Regions from separate parts of the Sus scrofa genome. Here regions 2, 3, 4, 5 and 6 are each linked to region 1. The links are chromatin contacts, called in public HiChIP or PLAC-seq maps. All regions are on one chromosome and are shown on one strand. Each heading gives the region's core, a stretch centred on a gene start, on an enhancer-like site or on the middle of the called end of the contact. The rest is flanking DNA. Distances are from core to core; before and after follow the strand shown.

Region 1 (3,933 bases), core at 673-3,172:
AGTGAGCAAGAGAGAGCCGGAGCGGGGTGGGGGCAGAAAGAGAAAAGAGACAGAGAGAGATAGATTATAAATACAAGAAATGGAGGACACTTGATATAAACAGAAAATTCATATGGCAGAATTGCTTCAACCAGGACTTCAAAGGAAAAACAGCTGTAAGAGTACCCCCAACTGCCCCATCTACAAAAAACCATTCCAACTCTGTCTCCAATGCTCCAAAGGGAGCCCTCACAGGACTAGTCTGAGATTTAAGCAACAAAAGGGATACAAAAAGTGTTTTGGAAACACCTGTACTAACATAAATGGGCGTTTACTACCCACTTATTCCAATGCTGAGGAGAGTGACTTTTCGTCTGAGCCACTGTACCTCACAAGCGGAATCCATTCCCATCCCAGCCTGCTCTGGGCACAAGAAGAACGGATGTAGACAATTTCCCAGAGAGGCAATGCCTTTTAATTTCTCTATTATTTCCAAAACAAAAAAAGCAAAAATCTTCCCCCCCTTTTGTTTTTCCAAATAAAAATAAATTATAACCCTAACTTGCTAATAAATGCAGGCTGGAGCTGTCCTTAAGTAAAAGCTTTTGATAACAAATTGCCTGCACTAACTGCTATTTTACTGCTGAATTTTTTATTGTTGCTTAAGCACAGCAATTATGCTAATAAGCCTGGGAGGATGGTACATTGAGTATTGAATCTGACAGATAAAATACTCAATAAAATGCTAATCTCACCTGAAAATTGGAATCAGACAGCCTTATTAGTATTTATGGATATGGCATCTTAAACTTTTTTTTTTTCAGATGAATATATACAAAATCAATGTTTGTCTCCTAATACAGCCTGCCATTTCTAGGCCTCTGTGTGCTCTAAATTCAAGGTGACGATGCCTCATCGCCTCAGCTTCACTACTTGACAAAGAAACGAGAGCTTGTTGGTCATCTCTGCCACAGAACCAGGCAGTAAAATGTTTTTCATCCTCCATACACCTCCCTCCCTCTCCGCCACCCCTCCTAATCCCCCGAAAAAAGGGAAGGTAAGAACTGTCTTTCTGAGCAGAAAGAGAAGCCAGATTTGACAGCAACAAGAACCATTTGTCAAACCATCTGGCTTCTCTCTTCACCTGACAGGAGGGAAGAGTGATGTGTCAGAATGAACAGGGAACTGAGGATCCCAAGAGCTGGCTTCTCATCTCTGTTTTTGCCATTTCCTCCATGCGAGGCCTTGTTGGGACTCAGTTTCCCACATATAGACCTTGTGAGCCAAAAGATTACGTCTCTGTAAGAAGTGTCTCCACAGGAGCCAGAGCCCCAGTGTCTGTGAAGAATGGAATATTGTAAAACAAGATAGACATGTCAGGAAAACCTGAGATCTTGAACTTGTGCTTTGATTTACATTTACATGGTCCCTTCTTACTTTGTACCCCCAAGACATATTTGACATAGTGCAGGCTTAAATTCAGAGACCTCAGACACCAAATACAAAAATAAAAAACACTGGATTGTTAACCAACCATCCTCAGGACTTTACCTGGTTTTCTTTTTTGGTATCAATACATTAATTCTGGCAGGGAGCAAAGAAGAGAAATCAGCTGCCTGTCTTAAGAAGCAGAAACTAATGTTACCTGAATATTGAAATATTATTTATTAAAAATCCCTTCTGTCCTTTGATTTCCACATGAACCCCATAAAGCAGGAAAGGAGAAAAATCTTTTCTCCAGAAGCTTCCATATGTAGCTAAGGTGACTGAGGATCAGAGAGGACTTCCTCATCCAGCCAGAGTATGCGGGTCCTGGGGTCAGGACGAGCAGTGTTGCCTTCGGATTAATCCCAGCCTGCTGCCAAGCACACACAGGTCCTCTGGCTCATGGGCCTGGTGACTCACCCCAAACCGAAATACCCAAGTTACTAGTCACTGCTGGACACCAGGGGCAGTGAACAGGAACCTCAACAGCCGCAGCAGCCACTCCACAGACTTCTCCCACCACCTTCAAGGCTTCAAAGAGCTGACACCCTGTCCAGAAGTTTCTATTTCCCCCCAGGGAAAGTCATAGGCATGGACAAAACAGGCTTGCACAGAAGGGAGGAATCTGACATGTTGTGACAAAACTGGGCACAGATCCAGGACGCCAATTCACTCTGGAGCCTTGGAGAGTCACCTTCCTTTAAAGCTCCCGTTTCTTACTCTGTACAGCTTCATTTTTTGAAGGCCAAAGATAGCCCCTGGCTATTAGCAGAAGGGAGAAAAGAAAGAAAATGGGCTCCAAAAATACCAAGGTTCAATACAACTTACAGTGGGTTTTCACATCTCTTTCTTCAGCAAATCCTCACAATACAAACAGCAGCTGAGCTGATTATTTTCCCCACTTTGCTGATGAAGAAATAAAGGCCCAGAAGTTCAGAAATCCACCCAAGTAACACAAGAGCTAGGAGATTCTCAGCCCATAGCTGGGGTTAAAGGGGAAATGCTAGACGAGTGATCAGGCCAAGGCAGGGTAGAGCCAAGCAGGCAGTAATCACAATATTTCAAGACATGCCACCTCCAAAAGAAGAAAATGCGGGTCTAACCTTACTAGTAGAGACCTGCACCAGCCATGAGAGCTGACCAACTCACCACCTCCCCCTCTGCTGCATACACACAGAAACAAAATCCAAGTCCAGACACTTTACTGTACCAGGACCAACACTGCAATTCGCAAAGCATCGTCACAACAAATTCATCAAGTAGGAATCATCATCCTCCAATTTACAGAGGAAAAAGCCAGGCACTAAGATGTGTATTCACTCACCCAATCTCATTTGCCTCTGAGAGCAGGGCCAACTCTCAGATCCAGGCCCCCTGTTCTTTCACTTCATTATGCCACCTCTGAACTGCCAGGGCCACCATTTTTCTAGTAAACAACCATAGCAGAAAGTCAGCTCTGAACTGAGACATCTCCCAGCAGAGTAACGATTCGAGTCATACTTCGAGGAATAATTTCTGGGAAAGCAGAGGAGGTGATGCTATCAAACAGTGAAACTTAAAACTCCTACTCACTACCTGCCTGGGAGGGAGCAGGAAATGGGGCCCAGGCCCTTTCCCTACACACTCCTCCTGCCCATTTCTGTCACTCATAGTCATTACCAAACTTAGCACTTTAAGCAAATGAAAGATGTTTCCTAGCTGCATGGCCTTGGGTAAGTCCCCAACCTCTTTGGTCCTATTACTAATACATACTCATGCACACACACATATAAAAACATCTAGGACCATTCCTTCTTCTCCCTAGTAGGATGGTGACAACAGAAAGCTCCTGTCCTTATTCTGGAAGCCCCACAACTACACCCTCATTGTTCTGTGGTGTCTCTGCACCCAGTACTCTGATCTGAACCCTCCACCTCTTCCTTGGGCCTCCTAATCCCCATCTTCCTTCTGCTAAGCCCCACCCTTCCATCCTCACCTGCTACTCTCCTGTGTTAGGCCTGGTCACTTCCACCCTGGACAAGCACTTCCTCATCTCTCCATCACCATCTCAACCTTCTCCTGGCACCCAAAGTCCATCTTTCTTGCCAGCTCTTCAACAGCTCTTCACATGAAAGTTCTTAAAACAACCTCCACCAGACTGGCTGCACTTTTCCATACATACTCTGGTTTGTATCCTCCTAAAATCAGCCTCTCCATAACTAAATCAACTTTATAGGTCAGGTTTCCAGAGAAGAATGTTTTCTGCCCAGGAGACAGGAAAGCACCTTGACTCTGAGGGAAATTTCCATCAGCACCTGTGTGGCACATCACCCCAGAGAGTCCATCTCATCACTCCACAGAAGCTGGGGCAGTGGGGAGGGTCAACCCAGGGCCAGAAGCTGAGAAACACCACTGTGCTAGGTCTTTAACAAAGGTTCTCTAATCTTTCCAACTTAGTAGGCAAGATATATTTAATCCCAAATAAAATCC
Region 2 (3,933 bases), core at 421-2,920, 210 kb before region 1:
TCTTTTTAGCAATTCTATAGACGATACAGAAAATAACTTGCTTTTTATTTTTATACCATCCCCATAATAAGAGAATAGTTATAGCAATGAATTATAACTCCAGATAGCATCATCTTTTCAACCATGTGCATTGCCTTCAAGTGATATAAGGCAGTGCTGGGACAGAACTAGAAATTATAGCTGATTCAGCAGCCACCATTAAGATGTCCTTACAAACCTCATTTGCCTAAGCCGTGCTATTTTTTATTTGTGCAAATACTATGAATTATGGAAAAATCAGAAAGTAGTTATCACTGTATTACGCACTAACTCAACATCAACTCCAGACTGGGTCCTCTAACAGATTTCTAAGGTGTAAATAGTTCCATCATTACTGGATTTGATGACAGCATTTACTTATTTATTCAGCAGTTACAAATTTGTATACCTCTTGTGTGCCAGGAAACAAAAGTTCATCTTGCTTCAAGGACTTCATAGTCTGGTATTTATCACAATTATTTCTTTCTTTTAGTCATTATACACTTTTACGCTGGCTCTATAACATATACTCTATGAGGTAAAATTATTAGAATTTTTACTTTACTTTTGCGTAATTTGTGATTTAGAACAACAAAACAAGATCCAACGTTCTTCTGTCATCTAGAACCCCAACAGAAAGATGTATATTAGAGTGAGGATCTGGGACTTCAACGAAGTCAAGTTCACAGAGACATAAATTCCAAAATTCACAAGTGGCCTGTCTGCACTTATGAATGAAAACTACACCTGCTGGCACAACAGCAGTTAATTTGTATCTTTTTCAGTAAAATTTGAGTTTGCAGTTTTATGTAAACTGGAAAATATATGTTCAAATTATGAAGCATAACAAATTTAAGTTTCATATTTGTAGTTAATATATTCACTGAAAGGCAATGTATAACTTCCCTGGTAATTTTTCCACAGTGTGAAAAGAAACTTAGCAGTTATACTCCAATGTGGTATTTTGTGGAGAGGACAGACCAGTTATTCACCATGACAAATGTGACATGTAGGCTTGGTTATTAACCACCTCCAACCTTCTGTCTACAGAGACCATCTTTATCATCATTATACATTAGTTCGGCTATAAAGCACATAAAAGGAAATGGTTGTCAAGAAGGACAAAACAGTGACAATATCTTATCTGAGATATGGCCTTTTCTCTTAAACACAGCATTCCTATATACTTACCATGGTAAAAATCTAATCTTCCTAAGTAAAAAGTATAGCTGGATTTGTATTTTGTTTATTTTAAAAAAAAAAGTTGTAAAGGGAATAAAGGGGACCATACAGCTTCAGACCAAGGCTACCCCCAAAATAGATATTTAAACAGTGGGAGAGGAGAAAAGAAATACAGAAACCAGTCCTGACAAGAAAGCTCTTTAATTTTGCAAATGTGGTATGTGCTTCTGCATGGACAAAGGGCTAATTATTTCTACTGAGATGCTGTTGTAATATAGAGAAGCTCAACAGGCATTTTGTGAATTTCATTTTAAACCAATTCCTGGATGGATTGACTCAGTATACTGTAACACAATGATCTCTGAGCCTAGGTCTTGCAAACAAATCACAGCTAAAGGTTACCCAGAGGAATGTGGCCAGGGTACCAGAGAAGACTTCTCTCCTTCCCTGGCCTAGGCTCCAGCAGAGCTGGCTTCCTCTGTCTGCTCAACTTCCTCCCTTTTCACTGCTTGAGCTAACTTACACTACACACTCTTACACTGGGGCAAGTAAAATGGGTATTTGGGGACAAAAGCTTTGTAAAGGTGCAATTTTTCAACCTAAAGTTCCACTCTACATGTTCATAGAACTCAAAACAAAGTCTTGAAGCTAATTCTGTTATGGTAGTCACAGAAGACACAAACACAAACATCATCTTATAAAAAAGCAGGAGGAGGTATAACTGTTGAGATGCAATTACATACAATCTAAAAATTAATTACCCGTCATCAGACTCATGGCATGCAGCTCTGAGTCAGCTAACCACTCCTGCACCCCCACCTCACTGTTACTTAACTGTTGAGGTTTCCTGGCAGGTATGAAAGAATTCAAAATAAAACCTAGATCTTCTAAATATGGGCACTGCAAAGAATTAGATCCCTTTTTCTATTAAGATGGTATTTTTACCCCTATTATTTGACTAGACTCCATTTGGTATCTTATACATGAGGTTTCTGCAATATTTCAACTTTTACCAAAGTTCTCAAAAATAGCTATTAGTAAGCAGACAATACAATACATAGATAAATTTGGTCTTTTGGTCTTTTTTTTTTTTTTTTTTTAAGCAAATCACACTATGTGCCTAATCTTCCCCCAACCCCCAAGGGGAGCACAGGGAGAGGAAGACACCATGCATAAGTCTTCTCTTTTTCAACAGTATAGGACTTCGTTCCTATCTCCATTCCCAAGAAGCCAAACAAAGCAGCGGTAGAGTCCCAGTCTGCAAGGATCATCTATGTCTTATCACACAGCATTAGTACGTTGCAGCTTTCATCTCCAAGTAGCCTACATGATGGGGTTCATGGAAAAATATGGACTATTAAAAGTTTAATTACTAATTAATCTCCCCTGCAGCTGCTCATGGCTTCTGCAAGTTAGAACAGGGAACACAAGAGAATAGAAGATCCACGGTACCGCAAGACTCCACCCTAGTTACTCTGCCCACAAGGCCTCAGACCACATGAATCCAAAATAAAAAACCTTCCATACAACCTAGACACACCTGAAATGATTTCTTAGGTTGTCTCATAGATTATTGCTGTATGAAAGGAATTCAGTGTGGGAGCACTGAAATTACAACTAAAGACTTGTTAATATAACTAAAGAGTATGCATGAACTCAGTTTCCAAATAGACTAAGAAATTACAATACCTTTTAAGTGCTTTAAATGACAAAGATAAATATATCATTGATGCAATAACCACCATTCACAAAGTACAAGCTCCAAACCTTTAAAGTAGCAAGCTCCAGACACAAGCTAACAATCCCAAAATAAAATGGGAAGGATTGAGTAAACTGTTCCTCAAACACGACATCTAATTTCTTGCAACTCTAGAATACTGCATCTTTACAAAGGGGAAAAAGTGCAGCTACTACACCCATTTTAGAAATAAAGGAGGAAGCTCAGACTGGTGATGTGGAAAATTCACACAAAAAATTGGTGCTCTTTTTAGAGAAGTGATCACATGAAATTGAAAAGAGAGTAGATTTATTGGTAAACTTGGAATCTAGGATATCAAATTATGTCCAACCCTATCTTATCCCAGAATCTCTCAAAATTTTTTCATCCTAGTCTAAGTGAGAACAGTGAAATCACATTTGACCAATTCCAATAAAACTTGATTCAAAAATACTAAATCCCTATGAATATAAAATCTCGGGAAGTTTTTCCAAGTCATCTATGTACCAGCTCCAATGCTACTCAACTCACCGCAGGGAAGAAAAGGCAGATTTGTACTAGGAATGAGAAGACCAGACTCTAGCCTTCATTTAGGCAAGAGAAGGAAAAGAAAATCAAAAATCCATGTATTTATCCTTTGTCTGCTAAGAAATTAAGAGAATTTTTTCGGAGTTCCCGTCGTGGCGCAGTGGTTAACGAATCCGACTAGGAACCATGAGGTTGCAGGTTCGGTCCCTGCCCTTGCTCAGTGGGTTAACGATCTGGCGTTGCCGTGAGCTGTGGTGTAGGTTGCAGACGCGGCTCGGATCCCGAGTTGCTGTGGCTCTGGCGTAGGCCGGTGGCTACAGCTCCGATTCAACGCCTAGCCTGGGAATCTCCATATGCCGCGGGAGCGGCCCAAGAAATAGCAACAACAACAACAACAACAACAAAAGACAAAAAGACAAAAAAAAAAAAAAAAAAGAAAGAAATTAAGAGAATTTTCAATGTGACCCCTGATGTAGCTCTTCCCAAGA
Region 3 (3,933 bases), core at 388-2,887, 190 kb before region 1:
CCCACCTTTCCAGATTTACCAAATCTGAACCTTTGGGAGCAGGGCCTAGTGATCTGCATTTAACAAACCCTTTGCAAGCCTCACCCGAATTCTTTCCCATACTTGATTTGAAATCTGCTGGCCTGGAATTTGGATATCAGGTGCTAATGCAAGTGCTAACAATAACCAGAATGATTTAATTAAAATCCCACAACTCTGAACACATTTAAGGAGAGCTCTTTACTAATGTATTCTAACCCAGTTCCCAGGGACAGGGAAAAGACTTTTCTCTCATTTGACAGTTTCACATTCTCACCCACGGTGCCAACAGAGCAAACACAATCCACTTCACTTGTCCTCATCTGTACAAATGGCAACCACATTTACCACCCTGAAGGGGTGCTGTGACTTTCCATTTTACTAGTGTTTATAAAGTCTTCTGATAAATCAACTGTAAGTTGGCATTATTCATAGCACCCTGTTGGAGATTAATACATATTCAATTAAAAAACATTGACAACAATACAGCAATATCCACAAATTAGCATTCATTACAGCAATGTATTATTCTCACCCTACCATCACAATTTTATATAAGTAGAGTTGTTTATATCTGGAGACTGTATAGTCCCTCTCCTTAATGAGGCGTAATCTTTTCTCTACGGTATCAACATTTCCTTTAGTAAGGTTCACATTGCACTTAGCTCAGAGTTCTCACTTTTCAGAGGAACTTCCTATTTGGTAAACACTAGGATAGGAAGCAAATATCTCTTTACTGAAGAAAGTCACGATCCTGAAAAGTATCTCAGACTCCTCCATTTGTCATTCCTTCCTCTTTCCCAATGACTCTGGACTCTAGCCAACCTTCACCATGGTCATGGCCATCACCCTAATGCAGGGTCTGGTCTGCCTCAATTCATACAGTAGACTCCAAACCACCCTACCATTGCCTCTTCTGACCAAGGCCTGCTCTGTTATAGAAAATCCATCTAAATAGAGACCAGGTGGGAGTTCCCATTGTGGCTCAGTGGTAACAACCCCAACTAGTATCCATGAGGACACAGGTTCAATCCCTGACCTCACTCAGTGGGTTAAGGATCTGGTGTTGCCATGAGTGGTGGTGTAGGTTGCAGATGCTGCTCAGATCCTGCGTGGTTGTGGTGTAGGCTGGCAGCTGCAGCTCTGATTCGACCCCTAGCCTGGGAACTTCCAAATGCTGCACATGCGGTGCTAAAGAAAGAAAAAAAGAAAAGAACAATAGAATAAAATAAATAGAGACCAGGTGTTTATCCTGTCTTTCATAAGATTCTTTACTGTTCTCTTATGAGAACTAACACAGTCTCAGATTAGAAAAATCCCCAAAATGTCATCTAAACAGCTAAAGAGAAGCAATTTACATATTTGAATTGGGGGAGTGGCTGTTAGGCACTCAGGGAAAGAAGAGCTGAGACTCAGGCAGGAGCAACAGTTTAAGCAAAGGGCTGTGACACTAGGTGTCTCTATCTATATAGTTCAGGATTCAGTTTTCTCCAGGGGCACCATCTGGTAGGTGGCTAAGACTCCACTGACGGAGGAATTCACCCTCCCCTCCCCCAGCCTTCCCTGGCCTCTCTCTCAGGCACCAGAGCACATTGTGCTGTACTTGGTTTTGCTGACTGCAGTTTCCTCCTCTGCATGAGCCTTTGACATGCATAGTTGAGGTTGAGGAATCTGTGCCTAGTGGGTTTGAGGTTTCATCAAGAGGAAAAGAAGGAACTTACGTGATTTCACTAAGTAACTATTTTCACTACAAAAAATTCCCATATTTATTTTTTCCCTGTTTGAAATGGTACTAAGGAAACACATGCCAGACTGCCATGAACAGGACTGTACTTTTCAAACAGTAGCAAGGGCTAAAAATAGAAAAGCTTGATTTCCTCAAGATGTATATAACTTCCTCTCCCATTTGCTTTCCCCACCACACTGAACCAAGGCACAGCAGTGTACATGTTGGACCCTTTGTATGTTTACAACAGTATTAAAAGCATCAAAAGGGTGATAAGCCCATGTATAATCCATACTCCATAGATGTTTCCAGAGAATTCTTATGGCCAAAACAAGGAATGAATCAAAAATCCACAACTATCAACCACATATCCCTTAATGAGGTTAAAGACTATGGGTGATGGAGGAATGTGAGCTGTAATCCAGCCTTCAAACAGTTTCTAAAAGGGGAATAAACAAGAGGATAATTGAAAACATTCAAACCTGTAAGTCCAGAAACCTCCATCTGGGGTTGAGGCCAGCTCTCCTACCAAATGTGTCATCTGGGGCAGCTGACTTAAGAAATCTAGGTATCCATTTCTGCATCACAGGAAAGATGAGCTGGATTATGAGCCTTTAAAAGGTGAGGCTCTACAATTCGTGATGTTAAGTGATTTCTATAGGTCTCCCCTATGGCATATTTTGATTCTGGCTTTATGATATATAGTTTGTAGTTACATAGCATAATTAAATCAGTCCCAAAAAAGGCATATATTCAGTGGCAGGAAAATGAAACGTAATTAACTGATTTATACATTAACTAATACATTGTAGCCTTTACTATGAACCAGATACTACTGGATACTCTAAATTCTTTACCTTAATTAATCTTCAAAATGACTTTCTAAGCTATTGTTCCCATTTTTCATGTGAAGATGGAACACAACTGATAAGTAATAGAGTAGGGCTTCCTGGCACTATACCAAACCACCCTGTCAATAGGGTCTGGAAGCAAAGAAGGGAGAGATCAGGATGAGCTGGTGGTATTAGAGGGTATGGATCAAGCTTTAAAAAAATGGGGAGTATTTCTCATCAGCTGAGAGATGAGGATGCTTCAGGGAGCAAGAAACACACAAGGGAAATTAACTCGGCATGAGAAGTTGACAATGAGGACATTGGTCTCACAAAAGAGAAGACAGAAAGAGCACAGTGGGAGGTGAAGTGTGTTTAAAGGTCTTGGAGTACTCTGAAAATCAACCAAGAGGGGAAATTTAATGTAGCAGTCAGCAAAAAGCCATAGGATGAAAATAAAAATTTTTGAAGACTAATTGGGTTAGCGAAGTACAGCTGAAGGAGGGGAGGGACCCATAAAGCAATGAGTTCTATTGTGAGATGGAGAAGGAATGAGATAGGATATCATACTGGGAAATGAAGAGACTAGAACAAACCTGAAACTCATTTTGAACAAATACATACAGATAGATAGATGACAGATAAATAGACAGACAGACAGATAGACAGATAGACAGCTCAGATGTTGGTGATAGATAATATTTTAAAAGTAAGACATATTAATAATGACCACAGATTTTAGAATTTAAGAGACAATGAAATACCTCTAATAGAATGAAAGTTTTGGGGGAAGAGGATGAGTAGAATTTGTGGACATGTTGAATGCAAAGAAGGTGAAGGTCTTCCCTGTGGAAAGATTTTCTATGAATAAATGGCACAAACATTGTCAAAGGAAGACATAGTGCCAAGAATCATAACTAACCAGTTCAAGCCATTGAGTAGACAGGGATCGAAGTTGACTCTATGAAAGTTGGGACTTCTACAGAGAGAAGACAGAAGGTCAAAAGGGAGAAGACTGAGTGGCTACCTAAAAAATTAGGGACAGAAAAAAAGAACAGGGTTCTGAGAGAACAGTTTCAGATCTAGCAGAGGAAACGTGGAAGTTCATTTTTAGTGAAAATTGGTGGAAGAAGGAGGTTCAAACCATTAAAAGTGTTTCCTGCCTAACAGAGGTAGAAGAACTTGTCAGAAAAAGGGCAGTCATTGGAGAATCAGGGGAGGTGGCAGAAACATGCAAGAACCATTTCAACAGAGTTGAAATGACTTAAGTTCATGATAATCTGGGGTTTAAATCCCAGTTTAGGGAAAGAAACAGGGTGGGAGAAGGAAAGGGCGAAAATTTCACTGACAGAATCTATA
Region 4 (3,933 bases), core at 934-3,433, 170 kb after region 1:
TCTCTTCAGCTCTATGGTCCTTACTCATGGCCATTACCAGATGAAAATTTGTAAAAGGAGAGCTTGGGTTTTGTGAGTCTCTACATAAAAATGGCTTCCTATTGCTCAAGCAATGAAGTTTGAACTTGTTTTGTTTTTGGTTTTGGTTTTTTTTTGCCATGCCTGCAAAAGTTCCCAGGCCAGACATCTGAACCCATGCCACAGCTGCCACCTGTGCCACAGCAGTGACATAGCCAGATCCTTAACCCACTGAGCCACCAGGGAATGCCAGGTCTGAAGTCTTTAGCTGTAAACTGAAGTCTCTTATTAATTAATCTGATCCCTACTATATTTCCAGCATTATTTCTGCTTTTTTTTAAACTCCTGTGCTCTAATCCCAGATAGCCACTCTGATTCCATGCTTTTCTGCTGTCACTCGTTTTCTCATGCTGTTTTTATCACACATGTGCATGTCTAAACCCTGCTTCTTTTCCAAGGCCCAATACAATGAAGACAGTTACTAAACTAGGGAGTAAGGGATAGAGTCAATGGGAAATGAAGAGAAGGGGTCAGGGGCCATCTCAAAGAAACAGGAAGGTTAGTCAACAGCAAATTTAAGGAACCCAGGCACTATCACTGGGTACCTTACTCTAATATCCTAACTATAGGGTTCTTCTTATGAATTGTTTCTTTTTTAAAAAAAAAAATTAAAAAAAAGAAAATTAAAAAAGTATATGTGTATGTGTGTGCTAAGTCATAAGTCTTTTAATGTTTTCTGGAAAAATTTTTTTTGAGAGCATACTCAATACAACAACAATTATTTACACATTAACTAGCATGTTCTAGGAATTGTGCCAGTGGTGAATAAGATGCACACTTTGCCACTAAAGGGCTTAAATACTAGTCAAAAAAATAGATAATTGAGTAGTAAGTTAAGTATAGGAGGAAATATGGTATTATGGGACTTTGGAGAGCTATCAAAGGGATGCGAATGGGTGACACCTGGATAGGGGATTAGAAAAAATGATAAGTGAGCTGAATCAATCTCAGGATAGGCCTCTGTGTCCAATGCTCACTCATCTGTTTCTTTAGTCATCATTCAATGATTTACTTTTGTTCCTTCAAATAGCAGCCCTTTACTGGGTGTGTACTGCCAGACACTCTTAGGCAATCACTCTTTTATTCCTAATCCCCTTCGAAGAAAGAGTGGCCATTTGACAAGTTCTTGAGCCATTGAGGTGAAAAGAGTAAAAAGGTAAAAAGAGTAAAATTGCTGCAGGGGTCCAGAAATATTTTGACTCCCTGATATTGATACCGCAGTTTTTCTCTCCACCTTTATGTTCACTGAAATATGTATATGATGATTGTAGCTGCTGCCGCCAGAATGTAACCATGAGGAAAAGCGCAGGGAATTTCAACTTAATAGAATTGTGATGATTTTATGGTCCCTCTCAGCTAGCACCAGCAGTCATCTTCTTGTGTATATTTTGTGTGAGAAAAAGAAATTTCCATTTGTTTAAGTTGGTGTAGTTGGGTTTTCTGCTACTTGCAACTGATAGCATTCTTAACAAAGTTGGGCCTGTACTTTGGGCCTAGACTTTTTTTTTTTTTTTGTCTTTTTGCCTTTTCTAGGGCTGCTTCCCAAGGCATATGGAGGTTCCCAGGCTAGGGGTCTAATCAGACCAGAAGCTGCCGGCCTATGCCACAGCCACAGCAACGAGGAATCTGAGCCGCGTCTGCAAACTATACCACAGCTCACGGCAATGCCGGATCCTTAACACGCTGAGCAAGGCCAGGGATCGAACCTGCAACCTCACAGTTCCTAGTGTGATTCATTAACCACTGCGCCACGATGGGAACTCCTGGGCCTAGACTTTTGAATGGTGATCTCTTAATAAAGCTGTCTGTTGCAAACAGCCTGAAAAGGAGAGAGCCCACACTACAAAGGAGCAGGTGCTAACAGCCCTTCAGTTGTTCCACTTCAGTGAATGAGGCACGGAGATTTATAACGGGGAGGTTGGGACAAGAGTTATAGGTGTCTGGCCCCCTGTCTCAGCACCACCGTGTATTTCATTAATGAAGTGTGAGACCAGAACTCCATAAATTCACATAGTAGCAGAAGTGGGCTGCAGCTCCTCAGTGGAGTTATTCAGGGAGCCCAGCATCACTCTTTGCGTATTAGAGAAGTTCACAGCTGGTTAAAAATAGGCTTGGAGAGAAGTCGCTTTTAGACCACAGCTCATTTTGGATTTCTCTGGAATCCCATTCTGGGCCACAGTGTATTTCCTTTTTCCTTTCCTTTGAGTAAGAGCACCCAGGCGGTTCCGAGACAATAGATATAGGGTTATCTTTAGGTCTGCCGTGCACTGAAAGCAGAACTAGGGAGAAACAACAGTAACCCTTTAGGCACATGGAGTGTTACAGCTTTTTAATAAGTGCCCACATGGACCGAGCCTTCACATGGGTGAGGCTTTAAACTCCTCAAAACAACCCTCTGAGAAAAGTACCATCAAGAACCTCTTTCCTCTGATGAGAAACCTGAGGTTCAGAGTAGAAAAGCAACTTATTTAAGGTCACACAGCTAGTAAGCAGCAGGACCCGATGGGGCTTTCCACATCACATCATTTTGATCCTTAGAGCAGCCTTGTGAAGTAGGCAAGGTGGGGAGACGACCCCAGTTTACAGAGAGAAAGCAGGACCAGAGAAGTGAAATGATTTACCAAAGTCAATTTGCTCATGCACAATAAAATCAGGGCTTGAACTACACTGCTGATTTTTTTTTTTTTTTTTTTTTTAAGGGCTCCACCTGTGGCATATGGAAGTTCCCAGGCTAGGGTCAAGTTGAAGCTTCAGCTGCCAGCTCATGCCACATCCACAGCAACGTTGTTGGATCAGAGTGACATCCGAGAACTACACAGCAGCTCATGGCAATGCTGGATCCTTAACCCACTTGTTGAGGTCAGGGATTGAACCCATATCCTCACGGGTTCTTATCCCACTGAACCACAACGGGAACCCCCACACTCTGACCTAAAGTCCGAGAGCACTGTAGAAACTAAACATTCAGGTCCCTCAGTTCTGAAAGAAGAACAGTCTGAATTTTGTGGGGTTGACTTCTAAGGTTTAACTGCAGGCCCTGTATCAAGGAGCCAAATATTTCAGGGCTAATCTGATTTATTCAGAGTCTATGAGTGCTATGTTCCTCTCTAGTACATCTGTTGAATGATATTAGGTCCTGACATTTAAAATCCCAGTATAATATTGTTTCACTGTTAATGTAACAGTCCTTCAAATAGTGGGAGAAGAGTGAGCTGGAAGGAATAGATGTCTTAAATGTGGGACAGCCAATTTAGCTGATAAAATTAATATAATATACCTTTGAACATTTAAATTATCCTGCGACAAGGCAGCGAGAATTAACTTATAATGGGGATAGGGTAGGTACTGTACATGTGAACTTTTTTTTTTTTTTAAAAAAAGAAAAAACACACCTGAGTTTTGAAAAATAAAAGTGGTTTGCCCACATTTTCAAGCACAGTGGTAATCAAAAGAGCTCTATGGAGGTAATAATACCTTGTATTTAAATACTGCTTGTCTCTGAAGAGCTCACAGCATGCTATAATCATTTCCTTATTATGATTCTCAAAACTTCCTGGGTCAAAAAGTCACAAAGTTTAAACCTTAACCACCTGGCCTCAGTTTCCTCTTGGGGAATGTGAGGTGAAAAAGTAGGCTATGGTCTCAGAATTCCATCAATGCCCAAATTCTCCCCACTACCCTCTCTACCCCCCATCTCCCCAGACCCCTGTCCTTATTATCCTACTACCCTATTTAGCCTATCTTCTTCTTCTTTTTTTTTTTTTTTCTCTAGATCTAACTGGTTACTCTCATGAAAGAACCATATATTATTTTAATTAGAAGAGTTTCACTCCAGTGAGCTGGAGGCTGAGCAAA
Region 5 (3,933 bases), core at 783-3,282, 150 kb after region 1:
ACTATCTTGCCTTGGGCAACTTGCTTCCTGGGCTCCAGAGGAACCATTTGCTCTAAAATTAGAAGAAATGAGTTTGGATTAAGAGCTCTCTAAGGCCCCTTCCAAATCTAGCCTTCTGTAATCCTAAAAATGATGACAAAGCCAAGTTTGGCTTTTAGGGACTTCAGTTGTTGTGTTCTGAATACTATAATGTCAAAGTACTGTAACTATTAATAATGCTTAATATTTACAAGAATGCGCAGTCTGAATCTTTCTTGATTTGCACATCACCTAGTTTCTGCTATAGTATTCCTTATTTTTTCCAGAGCAACCTAGAGCTAAAGGCTTCACCTCTGATTGTTTGCCTTCTCAAGTGGAGACACACCTTCTGCAGCTACAGCTGTCCCCAAATAACCTTTTGCCTTACTGTCAGTGTATGAGCCCCCATGACTCAGCAGTCCTAGCCTCTGAGAAACTCCATCATCATCATGACAAACCATCAACAATGAAGTTTTCTTGCACTCTAGTTCTGAGTCAGGCAAGTCAGTCTTCGCAATGTGTAGCCCCAGATCCAATTAAGTGACCAATTTTTAATTCATTCCATGTGAATTTTATTGATAATCTGTTAGGGCCATAGTTATGCTGTGTAAACTGGATGATATGAAACGCATAATCTACTAGAACACAAACAGCTAGCATTTATTTCCAATTTTATGGTTTAGGGATGGTTTCCATGTATGTATGTGTCATGTCTTCTGGAATTCATATCAATGACTTTGAGTTGACATTCAAATATGTGGCAGATAAGAAATATCAAAAGGAGTTTCTGTTGTGACTCAGCAGGTTACGAATCCAACCAGTATCCATGAGGATGTGGGTTCCATCCCTGGCCTGGCTCAGTGGGTTAAGGATCCAGCCTTGCCATAAGCTGTGGTGTATGTCACTGACATGGCTTGGATCCTGCATTGCTATTGCTGCAGCTATGTGGCTATGGTGTAGGTCAGTAGCTGCAACTCCAACTCCAATTCAACACCTAGTCTAGGAGCTTCCATATTGTAGGTGAAGCCCAAAAAAGCAAAAAAAAAAAAAAAAAAAAAAAAAAAAGGTGTCAAGAGAGGTCTCCTTCTAACACTTTGCTGTGGCCAACACAGGCCAGAGACCAATCATCAGCACTGCTGCATCCCCAGAGATAGAGACATTCTATTTTCTTCATTCAACCATAGGTGATCCCTCAGTACATCTGTAATATATCTCAACTGCTCAAGTTCAAGTCAAAGTTTTCTTTCTCTAGAAAGTCTTTCTAGATTTCTCCCTCTCCAGCTAAAAATATCTTCCTTTTTTTGAATACCTACAGTGCTTTTGCTATACCTCTTCTATCACATTTTTATTATATTAAAAGCAATTTTATTACATTTTCCTTCCTGTTCATACCTTATATTCTCTACTACTCTGTGAATACCTACTCTAGATCCATTGAACCAGAGTCTGAGGGGTAATTATGATTCGTTTCTGCTGAGACACAACAGGAACTCCCCATTTTTATGTTTTTATAAATTTGACCACTTCTCTCTGAGGCAAATTTCATTTATGGACAGATAATTGTTGCTAGCAAGGAGCAAGCACAGGACATTTCTAAAGACTTCATTGGCTCTACCATGCATGGGTTAAGAGACCTCCAGCAGAGGAAATTTCATGGGTCATTTCCCAGTAACATGTGACAAACTGCAATCCTAAGAGAAGCCTCAGGTTAATGAGGCAAGCAGATGCACAGGCCAGACCTCAAGACACTGTGGGCAGGAGATTAGGCTTTACAGTAGCACCGATGACTGAAGAATTCTGATTTATTTTCACTCTCTCTACAACTTGTATGTATTTTGGATCCCAAACTGCATTTATCATATGTTAGACCTTGTTGAAATATCAAGGAGTAAGAAAATCAATTGTAGTATCTCTAAGCAAAAACTGACATTGGTTAGAGGTGTACTGTGTTTGCAAAGAGAGCTACAATAGTCTCTTTACAATGTTACTTTGCTCTTCCTCCCACAAAGAAGAGGAATTTACTTAGTCACCCTTTGAATCTAGCTGGCCTCATGACTTTGACTGATACAAGAATACAGCAGCCATATATTTTGCAACTTCTTTTTTTTTTTTTTTTTTTTTTTGTCTTTTTGCCTTTTCTAAGACCGCTCCCTCGGCATATGGAGGTTCCCAGGCTAGAGGTCTAATTGGAGCTGTAGCCACCGGCCTATGCCATAGCCATAGCAATGCGGGATCCGAGCTGCGTCTGCAGTCTACACCATAGCTCACAGCAATGCTGGATTGTTAACCCACTGAGCATGGCCGGGGATCGAACCCATGACCTCATGGTTCCTAGTCAGATTTGTTAACCACTGAGCCACAACAGGAACTCCAATGTTTTGCAACTTCTGAGTCTAGGCCTTGGGAAACCTCACAGCTTCTGCTTTTGCCCTCTCTCTCTTTGTATAAAACTCAACTCTATGTGAAAAAGCCTGAGCTAACCTGCTAAACAATGCAGGCACACAGCCTTGCTATAAGCCAGCAGCAATCAGCTCCAAGCAGACTTGCCAATTGACTGGAATTGCATGAGTGTATCCAGGCAAGGTCATCAGAATGACCACACAGCTAAACCCAGCCCGAATCACTGACCACGAGAATTGTGAGCTAATGACTGTTTGAGGTCACTAAGGTTTTGAACGGGCTTATTACATAGCATAGACTAAAGGATACGTATAATGCATAACACTGAAAGAAATAGTAGCCCTTATTTTAGTGAAGATATCTGGACTGTTGACAAGCTCTCTGGGCCTTTCAAAATGGGTCTGAAGAGTTCCCATTGTGGCTCAGCAGATTATGAACCTGACTAGCATCCATGAGGATGCAGGTTCCATCCTTGACCTCACTCAGTGGGTTAAGGATCATGCATTGCCACAAGCTGCAGTGTAGGTCACAGAGGTGGCTGGGATCTGGCGTCGCTGTGGCTGTGGCGTAACCCTAGCCTGGGAACTTCCATATGCCACAGGTGTGGCTCTAAAAAGTAAAAAATTAAAAATGGAAATAAAATAAAATAAAATAAAATGGGTCTGAAATGAAAGTGTCCATTTTAGACTGTGGGCACAAGCTCACCACAGAGAAAAATAATGTAACGGATGGTTCTGAGGAACAGATTTTTAACTGCAGAGGCGCTGGCTTTTTGTGAGGATGAAGTAACTACATACTCAGGATTTACAAAGACTTGGCTTTTCAAAATAATTCATAATGATTTTTACATTTTGAGTCCAGTTCATAGTTTACCAACTACTTTCAGCATCTTTTGTGGTTTGTAATAAAAAGATTCTTTAGTGCTGACTAGAGTCATAAATTCAGGGGTTTTCAAACTTGGTATCACAGACTTAGAAATGACCTGGGGGCCGTCACTCCAACCTTCCCTTTTAACAATGTTTAAATAGGGAAGACCCAATTAAGATATATTTTGAAGGAAGGATTCAGTCCCTACAAATGAGTGCAATGACACTTACATAGCTCATACAGTTCACTCTCAGACAGGAACTAAAGTGAGTTAGTGAACTCCCACTCCCTTCCACACACACGTGAAGTCAGATTTCCAGACTTTTTTTTTTGTTGTTGTTGTTGTTGTTGTTGTTGTTGTTACTATTTCTTGGGCCGCTCCCGCGGCATATGGAGGTTCCCAGGCTAGGGGTTGAATCGGAGCTGTAGCCACCGGCCTACGCCAGAGCCACAGCAACGCGGGATCCGAGCCGCGTCTGCAACCTACACCACAGCTCACGGCAACACCGGATCGTTAACCCACTGAGCAAGGGCAGGGACCGAACCCGCAACCTCATGGTTCCTAGTCGGATTCGTTAACCACTGCGCCACGACGGGAACTCCTCCAGACTTTTTTTTTAACTGCAGAGCCTGCAACTCCATGGTTAT
Region 6 (3,933 bases), core at 1,046-3,545, 130 kb before region 1:
TTTACATTTAAGTCTGGGCAGTGATCAAATGATTGCACACATATGCAATTAGAAACTGTGGTAAGTACTGAAATGGACAAACTTAGGAGGATTTGAAAACATCCATTCAACGCTAACACTGAACCTTCCAGGGACCATTTATTGGAGCACAGATCCTGGCAACTGTGATAAAAATAAGAAGAGGAGTATGAAGGTTCCTAAATGATGACAAATGCAGCTTCACTGCAGTTTTATTTTTATTAGGAAGTTAAGCAACATTACAACAGAAATAAATGTTCACCTTTGATCTAAATCCACGTTTCTAAATTGTCATCTGATATATTCTGACACACAATGTGATGAAAAACTATTCCTGCCTCAGGACTTTGAAAACTTGGGTTCAGCCCTTGCTCTAGAACATATTAGCTGTTGACTCTGAACTTCCCCATCTATAAAATGGAGACCACTATCACTGCTGTGACAACTAGAGAGGGTTAATCTGTAAGGATTCCACGACAGTGGAGTATAAACACGTTTTGAAAAGTGCATATTGTGTGTACACAGAAATATGTCAACCCAAAAGTCTGATATATATAGCCATATGAAATATATACATATATTCATATATATACACATAAATTCATATATATTATGTGTATAGTTGGAGTTCTCATTATGTTACACATTTTTTTTTCATCACAGCAATTTTTCAGTCACTCTGTTGTTCTTCTTTACATTTTCTCTGCCAGCAGGAGATGGGAGAGGGAGGTAAGAGGATATCAAAGTCTTTCTGCCTAATTCCGCCACACACAACAAGAATAAACAAAAGACCAAGGACCAAGGACCCAAGTCAAAACCCAAAGATCAAGCTGCATCACTAGATGATGGTACCAATTAACATAACCCCTTAAAAAATTGTTGTCAGCAGGAAGTACCTAGAAAAATTCTGAGAAGTTAATGATACCATGACTTGACATCAAGGGGAAATGGTAGCATAATTTTTACTTAATATTTTGTCAGCAATCATATAAGGGTATGAGATATATACAACAGCTTATCTACATCTAATTTCCCATATAAAGAAGGCTGATGTAGAGTCCTAGACTATATGTCTCTTCTCTACCAATCATAAGGAACTACAAGAAAATCCTAGAAGGAAATGTTGGCAATTCATAAGTAGCAGTAAAATCACCTATTAATGATGACATTTAGCAAGTGCTTACTAAGTGCCAGACGTTATTACAAGAACTTTCAATACAATACCCAACCTTCACAACAACCTAGGAAGTAGGCAAAATTAACCTCTTTTTTGTGAAAGAGAACATGGAGACTCAGAGAAGTTCACCTATTTGTCTAAGATCACACAGCCAGCATTGGTCAAACACGTCGAACACCATTTATCTGGCACTGTGTAAGGAGGCCAGGAGAGTTGGGGGAGGGCAAAGGTCAAAAGGGAGACATCCTTGACCCAGAAATGGGCCATACACTGCTTCTACCCAAAGAATCTGCAGCGAAGCTAAGGCATGAGGATAAATTACTATAATCCAAGATAGAAAATATGAGGTGCCACAAAAAATGCACAATTGAGTTCCATCCCAGTGTGTATGGGTATGCGGTCAGGAGGGAGTAGGGGTAGGTGGAGAGTAGGTAAGATGAAGTCCAGGCAGAAAAAATTACAGAATGAACGGGAATAACCTTATGCTTCACAAATTTATATATATCACTGGGGCTTGATTCCTTTTCTCTGCATTCACTGAGTTTCTTTCCTGTGTGAGTAATTCGGTAATAGAGTACACAGTAAGCAGACTGGGAGCTTCCTGAGGACAGGTGCTATCCGCACTATATCCTCATGCCTAGGATGGTGTCTGGCACACACTCATGGTCAAGAAATACTGAATTAGTCATAGAATAAATGAATGTGTTAATTGATTTAAAAAAGGCCAAATGAATGAATACAGAAACACAAAGTCAGGTGTACACTGTTAAGAAATATAGACCACACTGGAGTTCATGAACTCAAGTTCCCTGACTGCTAAAGCCCCTGTCCCCAGGTGTAACTTTGCAAACATGAGCGCCAAGGGACTTTTGCTAGACAGCAGGTGGGAGTTCTCTTAACCAAGAGACCACACTAGTGACCTAACTGGTCAGAGATTTGAAGAACACAAAGAAGCAAAACATGAATTTTTGTTTTAGTCCCCATTACAGCAGGAAGCAGAAAGTGAACCACAAAAGCTGTATTATCTAGAACTTTCTTGAGCTATAAAGTAACTCATTTGCAGAAGTCGTTGATTTTGTACATGGGGACTGTTTGGTGAGATTGAGGAAGCAAATGATGGTTGACTTCCTGGAGTGAGTCATGGCTGTAACCCCCTTTGGCGGTATTAATAGAACAGGGGGAAAATTTCCAGGAAACATCAATTACCACAACTACCAAAATAGAAAAGACGGCTGGTGACTTAATCACTAAACTTTTGGGGAGACTACACCCTTTCTTTATCAGAAAAAGATAACAATAAATCAAACTAACACATTTTGAAACTAATTAACAGTATTCCTTTACAGTTTGCAGAGTTACCTTTTAATCCTAAAATTATGCTTTAGTAAAATGACCATACCTAGTCTAAGCTAATTATAGTTAAACAAAGATTCTAAGCTCAAGGTTAAACCTCCAAGAAATGGATATATGTATTACATGATTCATTCATCCATCCATTCCTTCCTTCAAACCTGAAATTTAAGTATTTATGGGTATCTACTACTATGTTTTAGATTCATACTCTCTCAGACACAAAGAACTAAATAAAAGAGATAAGAACTATAATAAATGTCTTGATCTCTATCCTCTTTTATGGCCAAATCTCTTTGTGTTGTTTGCAGGTTATCCTGGCATTAGAGCTGAGAGATTTATTCAGTTCAACAGCTTTAGAAAATGCTGGAAACCTTAGGTCAATCTGGTTTAAAAACCTAAGGGATTGCAGTCCTACTCTAAAGGCATGCCATATCTGCCTTTATAGCTTTATTACTTCATAACCTGGCAGCAGAGTGTAGCACCAGGACCAGAGTGCCTGGGTTCAAAACCCAGTTCTACTACTTAATAACTGCGACAATTTTTTGTTTGTTTGTTTGTTTGTTTGTTTGTTTGTTTATTTATTTATTTATTGCTTTTGAGGGCTACACCTGTGCATATGGAAGTTCCCAGGCTAGGGGTAGAATTGGAGCTGCAGCTGCAGGTCTGCATCACAGCCACAGCAATGTGGGATCCTAGCCACATCTTTGACCTATGCCACAGCTCACGGCAACACCAGATCCTTAACTCGTGGAGTGAGGCCAGGGATCAAACCCACATCCTCATGGATACTAGTCTGGTTCTTAACCAACTGAGCCAGAATGGGAACTCCTTTTACTTTTTTTTTTAAATCTTTTTAGGGCCACACCTGCAGCATATGGAGGTTTCCATGCTAGAGACTGAATCAGAGCTATAGCTGCCAGCCTATACCACAGCCACAGAAACATCAGATTCGAGCCACATCCATGACCTATCATGCAGCTTGCCACAATATCAGATCCTTAGCCCAATGATAGAGATCGGGGATCAAACCCTCATCCTCATGGATACTAGTCTGGTTCTTAACCTGCTGAGCCACAACAGGAACTCCAATAACTATGTGACTTAGAGCAAGTCATTTCACACCTCTGTGCATTCAACAAATAGAAATGAATAACAGCACTATTTTATAAGATTATTATGAAATAAGCGCGCGCGCACGCACGCACACACACACACACACACACACACACACATGCTTGGAATAGTAACTGCAACGTAACACTTCAGAAAACTTTACTATCATTCTCATTACTATCATTACCCCACTCAGTCTAAGAGGGGGGTTTTTCATGACTCTTCACAGGAATAGAACCACCTGCACAGCTATGACCCTGGCCATGTATGCC

What was found. HiChIP or PLAC-seq counts read pairs in DNA pulled down with a chosen protein or histone mark.
Region 2: a contact with region 1 is called in an H3K27ac HiChIP or PLAC-seq map of alveolar macrophages. The contact joins two enhancer-like sites. A contact is called at or near these places in 1 of 47 Hi-C or Micro-C datasets (embryonic fibroblasts) and 1 of 2 datasets of contacts at active chromatin or transcription factors (alveolar macrophages).
Region 3: a contact with region 1 is called in an H3K27ac HiChIP or PLAC-seq map of skeletal muscle. The contact joins two enhancer-like sites. A contact is called at or near these places in 2 of 47 Hi-C or Micro-C datasets (embryonic fibroblasts and skeletal muscle) and 2 of 2 datasets of contacts at active chromatin or transcription factors (alveolar macrophages and skeletal muscle).
Region 4: an H3K27ac HiChIP or PLAC-seq map of skeletal muscle shows a contact between it and region 1. The contact joins two enhancer-like sites. A contact is called at or near these places in 2 of 2 datasets of contacts at active chromatin or transcription factors (alveolar macrophages and skeletal muscle).
Region 5: an H3K27ac HiChIP or PLAC-seq map of alveolar macrophages shows a contact between it and region 1. The contact joins two enhancer-like sites. A contact is called at or near these places in 2 of 47 Hi-C or Micro-C datasets (embryonic fibroblasts and fibroblasts) and 2 of 2 datasets of contacts at active chromatin or transcription factors (alveolar macrophages and skeletal muscle).
Region 6: a contact with region 1 is called in an H3K27ac HiChIP or PLAC-seq map of alveolar macrophages. The contact joins two enhancer-like sites. A contact is called at or near these places in 1 of 47 Hi-C or Micro-C datasets (embryonic fibroblasts) and 2 of 2 datasets of contacts at active chromatin or transcription factors (alveolar macrophages and skeletal muscle).

The regions. Positions count from the first base shown.
Region 1 is chr13:125,907,575-125,911,507 of Sscrofa11.1, reverse strand. The region is part of intron 2 of LPP (lipoma-preferred partner); the gene reads right to left. Among named protein-coding and RNA genes, the nearest start is that of LPP, 130 kb to the right of the region's middle. Within about 2 kb of position 1,922, at least 21 of the 83 cell types and tissues checked have an H3K27ac peak or open chromatin away from gene starts, as enhancers often do. A contact at or near this core is called in alveolar macrophages, embryonic fibroblasts and skeletal muscle, where this site is marked.
Region 2 is chr13:126,120,573-126,124,505 of Sscrofa11.1, reverse strand. All of the region lies in intron 5 of LPP (lipoma-preferred partner), which reads right to left. Among named protein-coding and RNA genes, the nearest start is that of MIR28, 160 kb to the left of the region's middle. Within about 2 kb of position 1,670, at least 8 of the 83 cell types and tissues checked have an H3K27ac peak or open chromatin away from gene starts, as enhancers often do. A contact at or near this core is called in alveolar macrophages and embryonic fibroblasts, where this site is marked.
Region 3 is chr13:126,096,070-126,100,002 of Sscrofa11.1, reverse strand. The region is part of intron 4 of LPP (lipoma-preferred partner); the gene reads right to left. Among named protein-coding and RNA genes, the nearest start is that of MIR28, 180 kb to the left of the region's middle. Within about 2 kb of position 1,637, at least 18 of the 83 cell types and tissues checked have an H3K27ac peak or open chromatin away from gene starts, as enhancers often do. A contact at or near this core is called in alveolar macrophages, embryonic fibroblasts and skeletal muscle, where this site is marked.
Region 4 is chr13:125,734,616-125,738,548 of Sscrofa11.1, reverse strand. No RefSeq gene overlaps it. Among named protein-coding and RNA genes, the nearest start is that of LPP, 46 kb to the left of the region's middle. Within about 2 kb of position 2,183, at least 5 of the 83 cell types and tissues checked have an H3K27ac peak or open chromatin away from gene starts, as enhancers often do. A contact at or near this core is called in skeletal muscle, where this site is marked.
Region 5 is chr13:125,759,805-125,763,737 of Sscrofa11.1, reverse strand. No RefSeq gene overlaps it. Among named protein-coding and RNA genes, the nearest start is that of LPP, 21 kb to the left of the region's middle. Within about 2 kb of position 2,032, at least 9 of the 83 cell types and tissues checked have an H3K27ac peak or open chromatin away from gene starts, as enhancers often do. A contact at or near this core is called in alveolar macrophages, where this site is marked.
Region 6 is chr13:126,040,068-126,044,000 of Sscrofa11.1, reverse strand. The region is part of intron 3 of LPP (lipoma-preferred partner); the gene reads right to left. Among named protein-coding and RNA genes, the nearest start is that of MIR28, 240 kb to the left of the region's middle. Within about 2 kb of position 2,295, at least 12 of the 83 cell types and tissues checked have an H3K27ac peak or open chromatin away from gene starts, as enhancers often do. A contact at or near this core is called in alveolar macrophages, where this site is marked.